Regions from separate parts of the Mus musculus genome. Here region 1 is linked to region 2. The links are chromatin contacts, called in public Hi-C maps. All regions are on one chromosome and are shown on one strand. The core of a region is the stretch at or near the end of the contact, and the rest is flanking DNA. Distances in the headings are between cores, read along the strand shown. Region 1 overlaps Apba1 (amyloid beta (A4) precursor protein binding, family A, member 1). Region 2 overlaps Apba1 (amyloid beta (A4) precursor protein binding, family A, member 1).

Region 1 (5,317 bases), core at 358-2,857, 75 kb before region 2:
GGAGCTCAGCGGTTGAATGTCTAACTAGCGTGACAGATTCTGTGTCTGATCCCTAGAGCCATATTTAGTGGCAGCAAAAGGAGGTTCTGCAGGCCCACTGTGCACCAGCTTTGCACAGGGGATGTGGCAGGAGTGACCTTCCTAGTGTCCTGAACTCTGACCACTTTCTGTCCTTGTTGGGCCTATCAGGCAGTGGCCAGTGTGTCAGTCGGCTTTCCATAGTCACAAGCAGGCTTACCCATGGAACTGTTTGATGCTGGTAGCCTGTACTCGAGGAACACTATTGTGTGAACCAAAGAGGCACTAGAAACCTACTCTGTCCCACGGTGTGGCTTGGGGAGAGCAGGGACTTGGTGATCCCTGGCTAAACTCACTTTTTACTGGAATGGAACTGGTGGCACAGCCAGCCGCTGCACAGGCTTAGGCTGTGACCACTGGCGAATGAACTGAAAACCCCAAACGTCTTTATTGGATGAAAAGATGAAAGGAATGAACCAGCCAGAAAAATATTCAATATATCTCCATTTTTAGTTGTTATTAATTTTGGAAAACTCGTACTTACAATTCCATTCTGTACGCTGAAACCCAGCTGGTAGCGAAGGTCCGGCCTCCTTATTAGCACTGTGGTCACTGGGGGGCACCTCACGATATTCAGCTTCACTCGGGACTGGTTCTTTAAGCCCTTGACACATGAATAAAGTACAGTGGAGATGGTGACCACTCCATCAGGCAGAGGAAATAAAGACAGACGACGTGGCCTGACCCAGAGGCAGCACCCAGACCTGCAGGCTTCTGACGATCTCACTGCTACTGTATGCGTGTGAGCTGGAGCTGTCCCCATGAGGCCCCCTGGAACCCGCCCAGTCTGTGTGAGACAGGTGTCCTGTGGATGGCATCTTCACTTTGGAAAATGGACTGTGTCACCCTTGACTATAAGGAAGAGTTATGTGTGCTCAAAGGTGAGGGGTGTGCAGAGTCGGTAGAGGGCCCCATGGGACATGGGCCTCTTCCTCTACAAGGCAGACTCTAGCAGTGACTCCTCACAAAGGGCGTACACGTCCCAGCAAGCAGTCCATCCACACAGCCGGATCTTTCCTGGTCTCTGACTCTTCTTTCCCATTCTATGTCTAGAGAGATTGCCTACGTCACGGACTTCACTCCCACAGCAGGATACTCCAGTGAGTCTCTGCCTCCTTGAGGTGTGGACTGTGAACAAATGAAACATGGAGACTGTATATGGGTTCATCCTTGGCTGCCTACCCTACCTCTAGGTCAGAATGGATTGTCGAAGAAAATCTGGTCTTTAATTATGAACAGGAAACAGTTTTTCAGAGCCTGTTTGGAGCTTTCTACACACTAGCCACACAATCCCTCCCTCAGGTAGGCTCACCTACTACCTCATCAGCTATGTGCTGAGAAATGAGGGCCAGAGGAAAGAACCCATCCTAAATATGAACACGTTCCCTCCAGTGTTGCTGTCTCTGAGGAAGGCCTGTGCTGCCCGGGCTGCCTCCTGCTTGCCAGAGCAGGTACTCTGAGGGGAGCACGCTCAAAGCTCTCGGAGCCTCTCCCCACACCTGCTCTCCAGCTGGTGCTCCAAATCCCAGTTCAAGAAACACAGTGCCGAGAAAAAGGATGATTTTGGCGTCCTGGAGCAAATGGACCACACTGGTGTGTCCGGAAGCCCTGCTGCTACAGTTGAGGCTGGGAGATCAGAGCATCCAGGAAATGCCTGCCTGCCTGGACTCCTATCTGCCAAGATCAGCTGCTTAAGAAATGGCTCAAGATCAGCTTAGACTTCCCTCCAAGGGAGCAAGGGAAAGGGGTTTGGAGGTGGGTGAGTATGTTCTTCTCCGAGAGAGCAACAATTAGAAGGAGCAGGGATTTGAGGAAAGCTAGATTTCATTCAGGCCCACGATGTCCCCTAGAGGTAGCAACCCACTGTGACTTGATGTTCAAGCCAATGCAGGTATCACCAGTGCCCCCAGTACTCTGGGGCTAGGAAACACCCTCCTTAAGGGAGTAGTATTTTCAATGTGGTGGAATGAATGGCATGTGCTTTTCCTGCATCAGACACCAATGACAGATTTGGGCCTTCTGTGGACAAGTCTTGTTGTCATGTCAGCAAGGGAGAGAGAAGGTCTGGCTTTCTGCTCCCAGCAGTGGGACAAGCATAGTCAGGTGAGGAGGACAGAGCTGCTGTCCCTAGACCAGAGCTCATCTCATATTTCTGCTTCTGTAACAGGAGGCTCGTAGGCACTCTGCTCTATCTTACCTTCTCCACTGTTTTCTACATGGTGACACTGAAGTCTCTGTCAGGTCTAGATAGTTCTTCCAAAATGCCTCAGTCTATGCTGAAACAGCCATTAAAAGCTTAAAAGCTTCAAACTCAGACTCCCTGACATCACAGCCTATGGTATCATGAAGCATGACAGTCCGGGCCTTTGCCACATGCAGATTATATTTTTTTCTTGAGCACCTACTCTTTGTTCATTTAAAAGTCACTTACATACCAAGGAATGGGTTAGGCACTAGAAGGAATAAGATTCTCTAGGTCTAAGAAGTGGGAAGGGAGAAGAAGAGGCTAAGAGAGGTCACACAGAGAGTATCAGAACTAAGACTGGGTGGTGGCCAAGGCAGCTTGAGTCCCACTACATTCATCCAGTATTTCCCCCTGAAGACCACACACTGTAAGATCAGGAGTTTGTGGAAAACCAGAGCAGAGAGTGACAGGATTTGACCAAAGGGACTGTAGGCCTTCCCACATTGCTCTGGCGAACTGATTCAAAATGCCTCAGCAAAATAACTTCAAGGCTGGAGAAAATGTGCTCCAGCGTAAAGCTTAGGAGGTGGCGGTCTGAAATAACCAGGGTACGCTCTGCTCTGCTGAGCCTAATCAGCGTTCAAGTTGGGTCCCATTAACTTAGATTTCCTACCTGCCATTTTGTTGGAGGTGCCAATTAAATAAGTGGTCATTTCATCCCCATGACAACAGTGAATGATGCCGTGAATTAAGAAACACAGCGAGAAAGGAGGAAGAGTGGTCTCTATAGCAACCAGAGCAGAACCAAGATACTCTTGAGAAGGACAGGGAAGCTGGGCACTAGGCTGGAAAGGAACAGACGTCTAGAGAGCAGGACTTGGAGGTAATGGCGTGAACCGAGACGGATGCTAGCATGCTTTGCCTACCAGTGGCGGTGCTTCAGGAATAAATTACACCTGGAAAGGTAAAAGAGCTAGGCACAAAAGAATGTAGAGGGTTTCTGTAACTAGAAACAGTCTACTTCCTGCAGTGGGGGTGGGGCAATTAGCATTGAAGTGGTAAGACACAGAACACATAGCTTTAGATGCCTGTTTCCAAAGTGCAGGCCAGAAGACTCCCTGAGAGTTTGCTGAAAGGTAGAGCCCCACTTAAGCCTTGTCAGAACACGACCAGTATCTTTAACAGCATCCTTGGGTGGCTCATGTGTGAGAAGCCATGATTGGTCAAGATGCAAGATGCTGGGTATATAATAATAAAGCACACTGGGATCTACTGAAATAAACAGCACTGCAGTAGTGTTCTGAAGTCCAGACATCCCCTGGCAGTAGCTGAGGGGTCTGGGGTTGGACAGTGTGAGCATCTGTCTAGGTCCAGGCACAAAGTGGGTGATGTCTAGAGAGCAATAAAAAATGGCACTAAACCTACTGAGTGTGTCTTCGTTTAGTATCGTGGGTTCCAGCAGGTTGTGGCAAATGTTCCACAGCGAAGAAGAGCCATAGGTAGGCTATCTGATTTTTTTCAGCTCAACAGAGCTGAGTATCTTGGGGCACTGAGTGCCTGGCAGTCTCTGACTGTCCCTGCCTGCTGTGCACATCTCTGTGAGGGAGGCCACAGAGAAGCAGGCAGCTTTCTCAGGCCCTCGTCAACAGTCTTTCATTGTCATGCGGCATTTTCATCTTCTGAATCCATGGCAACTCCATTTACAGACATCAACGTTTGGCTCCTCAAACAAACTTTCCCTCCTCTCCCACCCCCAGGAAGCCTGAGTTTTGCTTTTTTCTTGACTGAGTTAGTGGTCTGTGGACAGTGTGGAGTCCCTAAGCGGTAGGATCAGCTTGACCACATGGACACTATGACCCTTGTTGTGTCTGTGCCATTTAGAGGGCAATGGGGACAGGTAAGAGGAGAGTTGGGTTCCAATGAATGGCCAGTTGGGAGCTCTAAGCTTTTGGAGTTTCTGGTACAGGGTGGCTTCTGGGAAGGCCAGCTTCTGACGCCAGGCTGGGAGTCATCAGAGATTCCTGCTTCTCAAATGCAGGCCCATCCCCGTCTTCACTCACGTTCCCTCTGCTGCCCCGCCCCCACTCTCTCTCTCTTCAGTCACCGTGGGCTGCCACAACGAAATATCATACACTGGGTAGCATTACTTCTACTAGTCACACAGGCCAGAAGTCTGAGATGAGGGTGCTGGCAGCCAGGTGACGATGAGGGGGCTCCCCTGGGCTACAGACTGCTGTCTTCTTGTTGCTTTCACATGGAGGAAGAGAGGCTTGTAGCATCCCTTGCACAAAGGCGCTGATGCGATTCATGAACACATCACCTTTAGGACCTAGTCACCTCCCCCAAATCCCCTGGGTTATTTGACATGTATTTTAAGGGGACATATTCAGTCTATAATACCCCTCCCTCAAAGCCATAGCCTTTCCAGACCTAGATCAGCTGCCCATAAAGTTACCCTCACCAACCTCACTCACCATGTTCTCTCTCGCATCTGAACTCTGCACTCACACACAGACTCTCGAGATTGGCAGTGCAGGGGCTGTTCTATGCATTGTAGGATGTGCCTGTATTCGTAACTTGCTCACAGTGGGACAGCCAAGACAGTCTCCCGTCTTCTGGGGCATGCATTAGTACCTGTGGCTAAGGATGTGCACTTGGACAGACACCTTCCCTGGACACTGCTGTCTTGGGATCATATTATTGTTCACTGGTGAGTGATCTGTCTATACCAAGGGCCAGCTATGTAATCATTGTTCTGTGCCTCGGTGTCTCGTTGTGCAGCGGGTGAGCATAGTACCTGCTACATTAGAAGTTCACGAGCAACCAGAAAGCCATGAGTTTGGTGAGCGAATCTACAACCACCCTCTGGTCAGTGCTCAGTGCATAGCCCTTGTCTTCTGTAACTGTGGGGCCAGTCATCACTTCTTGCTAGGCCTAGCTCCTGGCTGAGGTCCTGCTCACTGTCTGGACCACACAGCCCCTTGCCGTTCTCACATGCACACACAAGTAATGTGTTCACAGGAGAGAGGGGAGAAGGCACGCCAATGGGCAGTG
Region 2 (5,810 bases), core at 1,026-3,525:
CATTATTTACTTTGTATTACTGAATCTTTCTACCTGTTGAATGGCAGCTTCTCCCCACCACTTCTCAGGTTCTGGCAGCTGCCCTCTATCCTTTCCTTCTGTCAGTTGACTATATTAGATTTTTCATGGAAGTGTTTCTGTGACTGGCTTATTTCATTTGGCAGCATGTCCTCCAGAGTCATCCGTGTTGCTGCAAATGGCAAGAATACTATTCGACTATACGCATCAACTTTATATCTTCTTTCTTCGTCACTGGGCATTTAAGCTGTTTGTGCATCCTGGCTATTGTGAATAGCGCTACAGAGAACATGTGAGTGTGGATATTTCTGTGAGATCTTCATTTCAATTCTTTTAGATAAGTACCAAGAAATGAGGTTGCTGGGTAATAAGCTATGTCCATTATATATATATATGCTAGAGAGATGGCTCAGTGGTTAAGAGCACTAGATGCTCTTCCAGAAGACCCAGGGTTCAATTCCCAGAGCTCACATTCAGTTCACAACTGTCTGTAACTCCAGGTCCAGGGGATCTGGCATGCTCGTAGAGACAGATATGTGGTTAAGATATCAATACACATAACAAAATAAATAAATCTTTAAGAAAAAGAATCTTGATACAATTTTCCATAGCAGGAGTAAGAATTTATAGCCTCACCAGAAAAACACAAAGCTTCTAGTTTTTCTACATCTGCAGCAAAGCATCTTTGTTTTTGGAGGGGCCATCCTAGCGGGTGAGCTGACACCTTGTTGTGATTTTGATTGGCACTTGTCATCCGTGATGCTGGCCATGCCTTTTCATATCTACTGGCCATTTGTACCACATCTTTAGAGAAATGTCTAGTTAAGTGATTCCCTCCTCTTTTTTTTTTCTTTTCTTTTTGCATTGTTGTTTCCTTGCTATTGAGTTATAGGTCAGTAAATATTTTTGAGTGAATGAATGGATGAGTCTCTAGCTAATAATGGCTAAGTCAACATATTGCAAAGTACCTAAGAGAGCCCAGCGCACTGGAAGTTACAGAACAAATCACTACTGTTAAACCAAGAGAAAGGGGAGGAGAGACTTTAGTGCAGGTTCTCACACAAGGAATAATCGCACGGAAGAAAAGCAGTTTCCTTCCCCTTTACTTCATAAGCGCGTTGACATTTATTTTTTTCTTCTTAGCTCCAATTATGAGCATCTTGCTTAGAGGTGAGCGTATGTTCTGCTCTTATTTAAAATAATCCTCTTTGGATAAAAATATTTCCAGAAACTGTTTTCAAAGTGTGACAATTTATGGCAGGGCTAATAAACATGCACAAAACAACACAGTTTTTAAAAACTAAAGACTCCTTAGAGCAGTCGAGGTTCACAGCAGAACTGAGGCACGAACACAGCAAGCTCCCACACAGACCCCCTTCTCCACACCGGCCCCCAGCCTTCCCAACCACCATCACCGCCACCAGAGCGGCACATTCGCTGCGGTCTGTGAACCACACCGGCAAGTCACTATGCAGTGAACATGTCCAGCGCTTACACTGGGCTTCAGGCCTGGTGTGTGTTCTATGAGTCCTGATAGATGTTCGAACCTGCACTACCCCCATACCACCACGCAGAGCACATTCACTGCTCTTCAAGCTCTCTGGGCTCCTCTTTCTCCCAACCATCCCTTAACCCAGCTTCTGGGGATCACTGACTGCTCTCTGCCTTGATAGTGCTGCCTTTTCCAGAACATCTTATACAGACAACCCTCTCCACCTATGATGGCTGACCTAGGCATTTTTTTTGACTTTCTGATATTTACAGCAATATGCATGCTGTAGTGACAGTATTCCAAACTTTGCATCTTGGTCCCTTCCCAGCTTAGCAATAAAAGATACATCCTGGAGGAGGTGCTTGGGCAGCCCCAGTGAGCTATACCATCCCAGGCAGCTAGGAGATCTGCAGGGAAACTCTGGTATCTTACAGTGTGCCCTGTTGCCAACCAAAGATGTTTAGCAGGCTAGGGGCAGTAAATGCACTGTGGATTTAATGATGTCTTCAACTTACAGCCAGTTCATTGGGATTGAGCCTTGCTATAAGCTGAGGAACACACGTAATTGATCCATTAGTATGAACATTTCAGACAGCTCCGCATAGTATATACACCGGGGAGTCTTCCATGCCTTTTCGTGCCTTGATAGCTCACTTGTTTTTAGTGTAGAATGCTAATTTTAAAACTCATGTACCATCTGAAGGACGTCTTGGCTGCTGATACGTTTTGTCAATTAGGATCAATGCTGCTATAAGCATCCCTGTGTGCAATTTCTATGGAAACTTTTTTTTCAACACATTTGGGCCAGTACCAAGTGGTTAAATGATGAATCATACGTATGGTAAGCATATTTTTAGTCTTGTTAAGAAGCTGCCAAACAATCTTCCAAGGAAAATTATACAACTTTAGTTATGTTGAGTGCCTCCTTTGGATCTCAAAACTATCCAAATGTACGAGTGAAATCAGACCATCTCTGTATTTAAGATAGATAATTTCTTAGGAATTATAGAAACTCGGCAGTCTTCTGAGGATGACTAGGGAGAGGCAGAAGGGCAAGTGAGCCGTCTTCACTTCCAAATATATCACTAGCCAAGATATCCTTCGTCTCATTTTCCTTTCAGGGACACTCAGCTCTGCGGCCCCAGACATCCAATTGCACCTCGGAAAGCGGTCAAATTGTTTCTGACTGCACCGGGTTCACTTCTTCAAGGTCAAAGCTCTTCCTCTGGTGCTCAATTATCAGGGGTTCTTGGCTTCCACGAATGGCACCCCACGGGTTTCAAGCTGCTCATGGCAGTCCTCGGCCTGCGGTTGATAGCTGATGAACAGAGACGCCCTGACAGTTCTGAGCATGCGCTGAGCTGCAGGCTGTGGGCCCTCTGCCTCCCTCCTCCCATTTTGCTGGGCTCCCTATCTGTTGGTAGAGCACAGCTTCCAGGGTATCTCAGCTTCTCACTGTTGTTGGCTTCCCTACTCGTGAGAGGGCAAAGACATGCAGAAAGCATCAGGAAGTGGAGAATTATAGAATGCAGGAAAAGCCTGGTCATATGCCCCGCCTCCTTCCCAGCCTGGCCTGCAGATGAAGCCGCTGTGCTCAACATACCCAGTAGCTGGGCCCACACATCAAGGGCACATGCTCCAGGCGGTGAATGTCATTTCCTATGGCCAGAGGATACTATTCGTGCTCAACTACTATTCATCCTTAAAACAGCTCTAGGTCACTGCTGGCCTTCAACTTTACTAGAAGGAAACTTAGAAGCGGGTAGGTTGAGTGAAGTCAAGTGAGTGGTGAGGCTGGGGTTTGAACTTGTCCACTCTGGCTTGTTCCTGAATTCTGCACACTGCAGCCACGTGCTGCTCTGCTATCTCGACAATGTCTAGCTCTTTCTGCTTAGCCCAGTGTGCTAATTAGATGTCTCGCTCATTACAGTTTGCATCCAAAGGAGTATTTCACAAACACTTCAGAAAATCACATTAGTTTAGATCCAAATAATTTGACATGCATTTCATGGATCCTAAACTCCATTTCCTTCTGGATGAAACAGACATAGATCAAATGCCCATGTCTGTCACAAGAATAGAACAAGGAGAGGTTTCTAGGGAGCCAACCCCCTGCATCAGAAAAGCCTATGCCAATACTGGCTTCTACCGCCCTCACTGGATTTTGATTCTGAAGCCGAATGGGCCTTTCCTTTTGCAGCATCTATGAAAAAAGCTGGTGAAATGGGGAAGTCAGTCCTTTCAGTACTCATAGCACCTTTAAGGGATATTTCTGGAACCCTCTGGAAACACTTGCTCACGTTTCAACCACCACCACAGAAATTACAAGTCATGCCTAAATATTCCTTATGGCAGGTGGCAGAGGCTCTTTGCTTCCCCGCCGCTTGTTGGCTGAGTTTCTGCTACTCAGTGTAGCTGAAAATAATACAAAAGTAGTCGATTTCAACACCCTCTAAGATTCAGAACAGACATTCTAGCACTCCGTTATACGTATGCATCCAAAAGGCTGCCATATAGCGAAGTGTCTTTAGACAAGTTCACAATGACACAAGCAAAGAGGGTATATATGAAAATAAAATTCACAGAAGAGCTTCCTGTCAGCCAGCATCCAACCACAGTTTCTTGGCCCATGCCTCACCTGACACACAGGGGTTCTTAAATCTTGTGCACAGTAGGACTGCCCAAATAAAAATGTCCCTACTATAGTGCCCAGTGTTAACACGGTACACGATGACGATAACTACAAGATATAATCAATTTAAAAACAGGACTTTAAAGTGCCCGATTTAGCATCAGCCCTCATCTTCTAGGGCATAGTACTGACTCAATCTTCAGAGAATGGTGCCCAGGTACCTGCTGCAAATAAAGTGATGAATATGAACGTCCACCTTCCTGTCTGTCCATTCTCACCCAGGCCTGGGTGCACAGCCTAGAATCCAATGTGAGGCTCTTTAGTCAGCCTCCAAGACACCTGTGGGGGCTCCGCAGCTTACTGCAAGTCTCCGGTCTCTTCCTCTGTACCACCCTCAGTACTCTAAGACTGGCACCTGCCCGCCTTGTTCATTCCGCCTACACTTAGTCAGCTGACCCATCAGGGGTCTTTCTATACAAATTTAGGAAGAGGATTAAGATCTCACTTCTCATTGGCTGAGTTTCTGAACAGAACAAAACCCACAAGGAGCTGTACTTTATCCAGGTACACAAAATGGGTTTGGTGGGTGTGCTACCAGGCACAGAAGTGCTAAAAGAGAAAGTAAGGGCAGGCAAGAGGAGCCCAGAACAAACAAAACAAAACCAACCCCGAGCCTGAACCCCAATCCCAAACTGTCCAGACCTGCCAGCAGCAAGAAGTCTGGCCCCTCTGATGGCTAGGCTGCAGTTTGGCTCATGGGACCCATAAGACACCTGCATATCCTTCAGGTATCTGCTTTCTGCTCTTCCTTCCTCTACACTATTTTTTTTTTTTTTGAGCTGGTCCTATTGCAAACAATAATTCTAAGCATTAGAAGCAGGAATGCAAGGTCTTGGTGGGCGAGAAACAACCTCGGATGCCCTGGGAGATGACGTCAGACAGACACAAAGCTTTTACATCTTTTTGTTCTTGTTCTTTGCCACGTCTTTGATGGGGCTCTCCCCTCTGAGAACACAGCAACAGCAGGCACTAAGCCCCTGCTAGAATTCATAACCGTTCTAAACTCCAACCCACAATGGTTATTCTACAGCCTCCTGGCTCCTGCTATTTTGGGCTCATCCCTTAAATGATTTTTAGATGCTAGAAAGAGAGTTTGAAAACAGGATGTTTAAGCCAATTAGCTTACCGCTGGGTGACCTTCAACAAATTGGCTTTTAAATGTCATGGAAGACCCAGGTGGAAGTCACCTCTTCAGTGGAAATAAGGAACATGTGAAGAGACAGCGAGGCTTCCGCTGGTGGGAACGTGTCTTTATCCTTCTGGGATTTATACATTTTCTGATGTGTGATGAATTTTGAAATTGGAAAGATAAATCTACTGCCTCCCTCCCGTCCCCTAGAGCTGAAGACGGAACTCAGGGCCTTGCATTTGCTAAGTAACCTCTCTAGCACTGAGATAAGTCGCCAACCCCAAGTTAAATTTACTTTAGAAGTTCACAGTTTGGACTGAGAATTCTTCAGTTCAGCAGTACGGGAGTGTCATTTCTATTTGGGGGTAGTGTGGGTACCTTTTGTCCTAGATTCTATTTGATCATTATGAAAATCATTGTTTGGCCTTTCAGACAAATCCCCAAGACTTAGAAAAAGTGTAACCTTTCTGACCAGCTCA

What was found. A called contact is a pair of places that touch in the nucleus more often than the background predicts.
Region 1: a contact with region 2 is called in a Hi-C map of cerebellar granule neurons, with 2.1 times the contacts expected there. A contact is called at or near these places in 3 of 39 promoter capture datasets (embryonic stem cells, hippocampal neurons and liver), 97 of 484 Hi-C or Micro-C datasets (the 3T3-L1 cell line, 3T3-L1-derived adipocytes, the 63-12 cell line and 56 more) and 18 of 130 datasets of targeted methods (the NIH/3T3 cell line, bone marrow-derived dendritic cells, differentiating embryonic stem cells and 5 more).

What each region holds. Positions count from the first base shown.
Region 1 is chr19:23,939,376-23,944,692 of GRCm38.p6, reverse strand. It overlaps Apba1 (amyloid beta (A4) precursor protein binding, family A, member 1), which reads right to left. Exons shown (of 13, transcript NM_177034.3): 11 at 563-682. Among named protein-coding and RNA genes, the nearest start is that of Gm34076, 24 kb to the right of the region's middle.
Region 2 is chr19:23,864,281-23,870,090 of GRCm38.p6, reverse strand. All of the region lies in intron 1 of Apba1 (amyloid beta (A4) precursor protein binding, family A, member 1), which reads right to left. Among named protein-coding and RNA genes, the nearest start is that of Gm34076, 50 kb to the left of the region's middle.